Linked DNA regions of Triticum aestivum: region 2 is linked to region 1. Evidence: chromatin contacts called from public Hi-C data. All regions are on one chromosome and are shown on one strand. The core of a region is the stretch at or near the end of the contact, and the rest is flanking DNA. Distances in the headings are between cores, read along the strand shown. Region 1 holds the start of LOC123072161. Region 2 holds the start of LOC123072164 (2-hydroxyacyl-CoA lyase).

Region 1 (4,072 bases), core at 1,199-3,698:
CCTGTTCTTGGGATACGTTTCCCAACAGGCATTATGTCTTGCATCCCAGTATGAACAAAGGGGACAACAACCGGTAGGCTGTCAGCATCCATTATCAATCTGGTAAAGAAGAAAAAAGAGAAATTAAATAGGTGCACCTCAACAATGGACTACAAAGTGTTAAAACACCCAAAGTTCAGATGAACTGATGTGCATATGCAGAATGCAGGATTTTAAATACAAAAAGAAGTTGAGACTGAGTTTCTATTCATCGCAGACAGTACAAGGAAATAAACTTCTAACCTTCCAACACCTCTCTTAGCAGGAGCAATGGTTTTCCCTCCGTCCCTTGAACGACTTCCTTCAGGAAATATGTGAACCCATCCGCCATTATTAAGCTTCGACAGCGCCATATCCATTCCCTAAACAACAACAAAAAAGAGTGGTGTTTTGTGAAGAGAAAACTCAAGAGACTCAACCATGTACAGGCATACTGCATCCACTCTATTAATTTCAGAGGTAGAACCAGGAAAAATGGTGTGCAGTCTACAGTGCTCAGTTAAGACCCTTAGCAGATTGGAGCACTGATCCAAACATACAATGTCATTCACTTGTCAAACCTCTTGTGAATTTCTAACAGCGATGAGGCACTAGATATTATAGGTACTAGCTCAAAACTTTGTTTTGAATACAAGGATGTAGCATGCTAGTGGTTAAGTTCATGGTCTTAATATAATGATGGGAAGTTTAACTGAGCTAGGCAAAGCCCAGTGAGTATCTCCCAACAATGTGACACTGGTTTAAATGGCACCATTAGTCAAAAAAACTAAATATCAACATTTCTCCAAGTATATACCATAAATAAACTGGTTTACCAACATCAAAATTTGCATGGCCAATCTACTGCACACATACCTGAAATAAATAACTTTAGACCCCTACATACGGTAAACAAAATGTATCTCATACCTTTTGGTAGATGCCTTCACCACGGTTAACAGGCAACACTTTAACAGACCTGAAGAACGTGGACAGAACTGGATTTGTAAAGCAACGATCAGTCGCACATAGTGTCCATCTCAGCTTTTGTGCTTCCAACATAACAGATGGTGGCAGAAGGGAGGCAATCACAAAAGGGTCATCCATAGCAGCCACGTGATTGCTGACCTAGGATTATAAAAATGATAGAAGCATAGTGTGATTAGAAGAATGCATAGTGGAGAAATATGCAGTTAGGAAGAAATGCGGTATGTAAAACTTGACTAATGTTCAAAAGTTAAGCGATGCCACAATTCTTAAGAGAAAATATGCAGGTCATCGTCTTCTAAAAGAACATATACCACCAATTCACCACTTCAGTACAAGTTGCAGTCATATAAGAGTATGGATTTATGACTACTAGCGACCTTCAGACAACATGTCATGCAATGAAATGGAGTAACATTTTGCAATTATTCGACCACATGAGCACATACCGTTAGCAGAGGCTTGTCTTTAGGCCTCTCTTGTAACGCCTGCTGAAGTTTCTCTGCACCATAAATCTGCACAACTTGACAGGTTAGCAGAAGCCTGTGCACTCGAATTCGGACAATCAATCACTCTTGAGCTACAATACCTGGACAGAGTTAAGGCCATGCATAAAAACATGGCAAGCATTCCCGATAAGAGGAACGGCCAGCGCTTGGAGCGAGCGGAAAATCACGGAGTCTTCGACCCCGTTAACTTCTTTGCCCACTGCATTGACAAAGTGATGCGATTTAGAAACTGGTGCAATGAGGGAAACAGTATTCCCCCTCGTATCATGAGAGTAAGATAAAGGATACATCACCAGGACGGAGCGCCACATTTATCATCTCATTAGGCTAAATCAGATTGTTATGGACTCAGATAGTAGTACAAAGGATATTACCAACAGGTGACATCAAACAAGCATTCGTTTCGCAATGGTTTTTGACATGGAGCTATGAGACCAGTGGCACCAGACAAGAGATTGGCGTACCTTTCTTCCTGTAGAACTTGAAGGCGCTAGAGGAGGGCTTCGCCGCCGCGGCGGCGCTGGCGTCCGGGGAACCGGGGCCCTGCTGCTGGTCGGGTCCCTGGTTCTGCTTGTCCCGCTGCAGGATGGCGCGGAGGCGGTCGGACCACTGGCGCACGGCCTCGGAGGCGGCGCGGCCCTCGGGGCGGCGCCAGAGCCAGCGGCGGTCGACGGGCGCCACGCGGAGGCGGTTGCGGATCTGGGCCCCGACGGCGCGGGCCCCCTCCGCCCACGGCACCCCGCCGCCGGCCGCCATAGAGGGGTTGGCCATCGAAGAATGGTCAGCAAGTTAGGGTTTGCTCGGTCGCGAGTGCCGCTCAGCTCGGTTCCGTTCCGATCCGCGCCGGTATCAAATCGACTTTGATGAAAAAAAATCAAGCGGAAGAAAGAAGCCGGCCCTGCTCTTGGGGTGGAAGAAAGGAATGTGGTGGTGGGTCCCGGGGCGCAGTGGGCGCGAGGAATGGAGTGGCTGGGGCCCGGTGGCAGCGGGAGAATGGTGGGAGTGGGTTCCGATAAGGACGCTGCTCGGGGAGTCACAGTCCACGTCATCCACGACGGGGACGTGGCTGGATGATCGAAAATTCTAAATCCAACTCCATCGCATGACCCCAAACGGACGTCCGTTTCGTCCGGATTTCGTCCGTTTGGAATGGCAATGAGGAATTCTAGCCTCACCCCCAGCCCGCGCCCGAGCTCGCCACGCCCGGCCTGCGCCTGCGCCGGCCCGCGTGGCCACTCCCGCGGCGCCAGCCCGCCTCCCGTGCTCGCTCATGCCTCGCTCTCTCGCCGGGGCCACGCCGGCCAACGCGCCCGTGCCGCGTCCGAGCTCACCATGCCCGCAGCGCCGCCCCGCCTCCCGTGCTCGCCCATGCTTCGTTCTCTCGTCGGGGCCACGCCCGCCAGCGTGCCGCCGCCGCGCCCCCAGCAGCGTCGGCCCTGCCGCATTTTGCCGAGGAGTCGCCGCTGCTGTAGCTGCTATGGCGAGGAGAGAGAGAGAGAAAAAAAGTGAGAGAGAGACCGATGGGAGGCCTGAGTGGGTGACCAGTGGGTCCAGGCGCGGACGAGAAAGCGTTCGCTTGATGTCCGCTCGACCGCAAAGCCGAACTAAATTTGGGCTCGGGATGGGGCAAAGCGGACCAAAAGCGGACGTCTTTTTACGAATGAGGTTGCACGTTCAGCCACTTCATTTATCTGTTTAGATCCAAACGGACAGACCTGGACGTTTTGGAGTCACGGTGAAGATGGCCTAAACGCACGGACTGGTTACTGGCTTCTCGTCTGGAAACTTCTTTTCTTGGGTACATCCCTTCGGTCAAAGTTTAGTCAAATTACCCTAAAAGAGGTTTTGTCAAATTTCGGGCGCAAACATCAGAATATTGATTCACTCAAACTGCTCGTCCGAATGAGTTGAAGCTTAATCCTCTGTAACACTAACCTAGTTTTAGAGATGTCATGTCCAATTAAGGTCTTTAATTTAAATTGGATCGCCTCATTTTGACGGGGTCAACAATTTCTCAAAGCCCTCCATTCCTAATAAATATAGGTATTTTTAGAGATTTCACTATGGACTACATACAAATGTATATAGACATATTTTAGAGTGTAGATTCACTCATTTTGCTCCGTATGTAGTCTCCTATTGAAATCTCTAGAAAAACTTATATTTAGAAATAGAGGGGATACTATACAATATGGTTCTTATTTTCTAAGACTCCACAATTAATTGAGGTGTTCAATTTAGAATTGGATCACCCAATTTTGAATGGATAACACTTTATCAAGTTTTCTCATTCAATTATTTTAATTCACTATATTTCCTAATTTTGAACCACTTTCTTTCAATTTTGGATTTGATTTAAGATTTTGACCGGGCCAACGATTTTTCAAGTCAATCAGCAACAACTGGCATGTAAAAACGTATCAATCCCGCGCACCCTCCCACCATCTGAAAAAAAAAGCGCCATCATGTAATATTGTAGCACCAACATTGTAATACATGCCACCACTGATATAGAATTTTCACCACATAAATATAGGTTGGTTAGCGGATAATGTATA
Region 2 (3,808 bases), core at 375-2,874, 390 kb after region 1:
AGTACCCCAACCCAACACCCATCGTCCCCCATGTCCCTGCATCCAGTCTTGTCCTTGGCTCATTCTGCACAAGCACAGCCCTGCCAACATCCATGGTATTCGCCCCTTCCGAGACCACAACTGGAGCAGGGCTCCCCTCGGCAAGGATCGCATCGCGAATGATCCGCATGGGTGTCATGAAATTGAACGGCACAACATCCTTCACAAGCTGTGCCTCCATCTTTAGCACATTATCCTTGCTCTTCTTGGTGATTGCATCAACCCATGGGTGCGACCGCGCCAAGCAGAATGGCTGATCCTTGATCTCCCTGTTGAGGAGCTCAACGACTTTCTTCGCATCCCCAACCAGACCAACCTGCGGCTTCCGAAGCTCAATCTCATCTTCAGAGACGTCCACAAGTATGAACTTGACATCCTTGGACCACTTGGGAGGCTCACCAAAGTGAAGCAACCAGTTCAGCCTGGCGCCGACGACGAGGGCCACATCGCACTGCCCAATGGCGAGGGAACGCGCGGCGGTGGAGGACAGTGGGTGCACATCTGGCACGACCCCCTTCCCCATGGGAGTCGGGAGGAAGGGGATGCCGGTGGTGTCCACCAGCTTCTGGATCGCCACCTCGGCACGGGCGTACGCCGCGCCCTTCCCGATCACGATCAGCGGCCGTTCCGCGCGCCGGAGCAGCTCGGCCGCCTCCACGATGCCCTGGTCCAGGGACTTGTGTTTCGGTGGGGACGGATCGGCGGAACCGGCCGCGGCCGCGGCCTCTGCTATGAGGGAGGCGGCGTCGGATTCGGCGAGGGTTTGGTGGAGGACGTCGGAGGGGATGTCGAGGTAGCACCCGCCGGGGCGGCCGGCGACGGTGGCGGCGAGGGCCTGGAAGACGAGGCGGGGGATGTCGGCGATGTCGGCGGCCTTGACGGCGAGCTTGGCGAAGGGCCTGGTAGCGGCGATCTGGTCGAGCTCCTGGAAGTCGCCCCGGCCGGCGTCGCGCTGGTCGCAGGAGCCGGAGACCATGAGGAGCGGCCAGGCGTTGGCGGTGGCGTGGGAGAGGCCGGCGAGGCCGTGGACGCAGCCCGGCCCGGAGACGGTGAGGAGCAGGCCGGGGCGGCCCGTGAGGAAGCCGTAGGCCGCGGCGGCGTACCCCGCGGACTGCTCGTTGCGGAAGGCGAGGAAGCGGCACCCGGCGGCGGCGGCGCGGGAGGCCAGGGAGGTCACCGGGATGCCCACCACCCCGAACATGTGCCGCGCCCCCGCGGCCGCCAGGGCGCGACCTGCGAGCGCGCTGCCGTCGACCCTCGCGGCGGAGTCGGACGCCATCTGTGTGGTGGTCTGGGGATGGGTGGGTTCTTCTCCGATCCGGCTCAGAGTGGTTGGGCGTGGGTTCGCTGGCACACGGAAGTTTATAAAGGGGGTCAGTTAGTCACTGGCGGCGGCGTGCCGGCGGGCGAGGCGGGGCAGATGCGCCTCCCCGGAGCCTGCGGTGTATCTGGTTCCGGTGGCGTCCGGCGGCCGGTGGGGAAATCTGCTGGATGTAGAGGAAAGAGTGCTCCTTTTGCTCTCCTCTCCTCTCCTCTCCTCTCCTCCACCAACATGTTTGTTGGCCAGAGTCTGCATAGACTTCATCATCATGTTCAAAAGCACTTTCCCCTCCACTGAAGTGATCAGGCCAACATACATAGGCAACTCAATATAGTTCCAGATAAAATGGTTATCGATGAATATGCTCAGTACAACAGTTATTAATGATCGTCACAACAGTTATTAATCCCTTCTTCAAGGTGTGCGCTTCATAGTCTAGAAGCTTGATGGGAGATCTTAGGTGAGCATAACGATCGCGACTTTTGTTGATCCGTCGTTCTCGGCATTTGTTCCTTTTGTACTTTATCTTTCTTTTTTCTTTTTAGATGTGATTGTGTTGCTTCTGCCCCAGCACCTATCGTTGGCTTTATAGAGTGTTGAGAGAGAGAGAGAGAGAGAGAGAGATCCAACAACTGTCTTTTCTTTCCCTCCAACTTTCTTTCCTCTCCAACTATTTCTCCTTTCACAAAATCGATTTTACCCAAATTATAAATTCAGCCAATTTCTATTTTGAGCATGGTACCATGGCAATGCTTGCATACACGCATATACGCTCACTCATATAAACACACTCACTGTATCCTTATGGCACCTTTCGAGATACTGAACCGTCACAACATTTTGAGAATGGCAAAGTCACCACAGATGTCCATTTCCTCTATTGTTCATTCGGTCTAATTTTTAATCTCCAAAAGGATGGTGTATAGTATACTCCCTCCATCCCATAATGTAAGACGTTTTTTAACACTACACTAGTGTAAAAAAGCGTATTACATTATGGGAGGGAGGGAGTAATTTTGTTTTGTATTGGTGTTTGCCTCCAAGTGTCTTTCATTGTCCGGTATTGTTTTCCTTCAAATATAAGATGTCCTTTGGATGCCTCTTTCGAAAAAAAAACTAAAAGCATTTTTGGCATGACACACAAAAGAAACTGAAAGCGCTAAGAATATGGAGTCAGGATTTGCCAAACATGCTAAAGGGAATTGCCAGGCTCACAGTACATAATTTTTTTTGGCATGTTTGAAAACATGACATTAGATTTGTAGTGGGTCCAGAGAAATAGGAACCCATCGGACAAAAATCTAATCTTTATCTTTACCTAATAATAAAGAAAATTGGGTTTCTGTCGTCCGTCTTCGCTAGCGATTTTGCAAAATAGTCCCTGTCCTTTTTGTTATTCAACCCGCAGTCCCTTTTTAAGTGGATATATAATATACGTCGTTCTTACAAAAAAGACCCTGTGTTTTTGTTATTCGGTTGCTGGCGAGCGAGACAAGCTGCAGGTCGAGGCTGGCCGCGATGCAGAAGATGTCCGGCGCGGCGGCTGCGATCTCCGGCCAGATCCGGTCGAGGAGGCGAGGCTGGAGCGATCTAGGAGGCGCGGGAGGAGGTCCAGCGGCGAAGCTTCAACTCCAAGTACATGGTGGCGGTGTTCCTCGCCGGTTCCGAGCGAGATGGGGCTGCGATGCAGACGATGCCGGGCGCGATGACGACGATCTCCGGCCAGATCCGGTCTAGGAGGCGAGGCAGGGGCCGGATCCTGCTCGGGGGATGGCGTGGAGGCGATCTACGAGGTGCGGGAGGAGGTCCAGCGGCGGGGCTTGAACTCCAGCGGCCCCCCTTTCGATGGACGGGGTTGCCCACGTCGCCGGCAACTCCCCGGAGGCCGACAGGACCTCCTCCTCCGCGTCCTCGACCGGCTCGGCCTCTCGGCGCTCCCGGCCGCACAAGGGGATTCACCTGCGGCGGCGCCGGCGACCATTGTCCGCTCGGAGAGGAGACGGCGGCGAAGGCGACGGCAAGGGCGCCGGTGACGAGTGCAGGGGCCTCGCGCTACCGCTGGGGATGTCCTTCGCGGCGGTTCCCGCCCAGGTGAGCGTCTCCTCGCGTTTTGGCTACTGCTATTGTTCCTTAATTGGTAGGTGGACCCCCTTCCTCCTAGCCATGCCACATTGTCGTGCGTCATCGGCCCACAACGCTGCACCAAGCTCCATGAGCTAATTGCTGAGGGTGTGCTTGGCCTGTGGTGACAAGCTCAACCAGAATTTCATCGAGTCCGAACTCAAGCTCGACGCCGGCAGATTCATCCAGCCGAACCACGGTCACTCACCCCATAAGGTCGCTTTCTCCTCCTCTATTAAGGGTTGTGCCATGTCTGAAGAAGAAACATGATGCAAGTAATTGATTCGTCCAGTTGTGTTACCTTGCAATGGCGGATATGGTAAGAAC

Evidence for each region. Hi-C and Micro-C count contacts between places; a contact is called where the count stands out from the background.
Region 2: a contact with region 1 is called in a Hi-C map of leaf, with 6 times the contacts expected there. The contact joins the promoter of LOC123072164 here to the promoter of LOC123072161 in region 1. A contact is called at or near these places in 3 of 5 Hi-C or Micro-C datasets (all in leaf) and 1 of 1 datasets of contacts at active chromatin or transcription factors (leaf).

What each region holds. Positions count from the first base shown.
Region 1 is chr3B:747,115,126-747,119,197 of IWGSC CS RefSeq v2.1, forward strand. LOC123072161 reads right to left here and starts at 2,449. Exons shown (of 7, transcript XM_044495721.1): 1 at 1,979-2,449; 2 at 1,595-1,713; 3 at 1,455-1,520; 4 at 949-1,146; 5 at 283-401; 6 at 1-99. The coding sequence starts at 2,285.
Region 2 is chr3B:747,508,167-747,511,974 of IWGSC CS RefSeq v2.1, forward strand. LOC123072164 (2-hydroxyacyl-CoA lyase) reads right to left here and starts at 1,625. Exons shown (of 2, transcript XM_044495724.1): 1 at 1-1,625. The coding sequence starts at 1,318.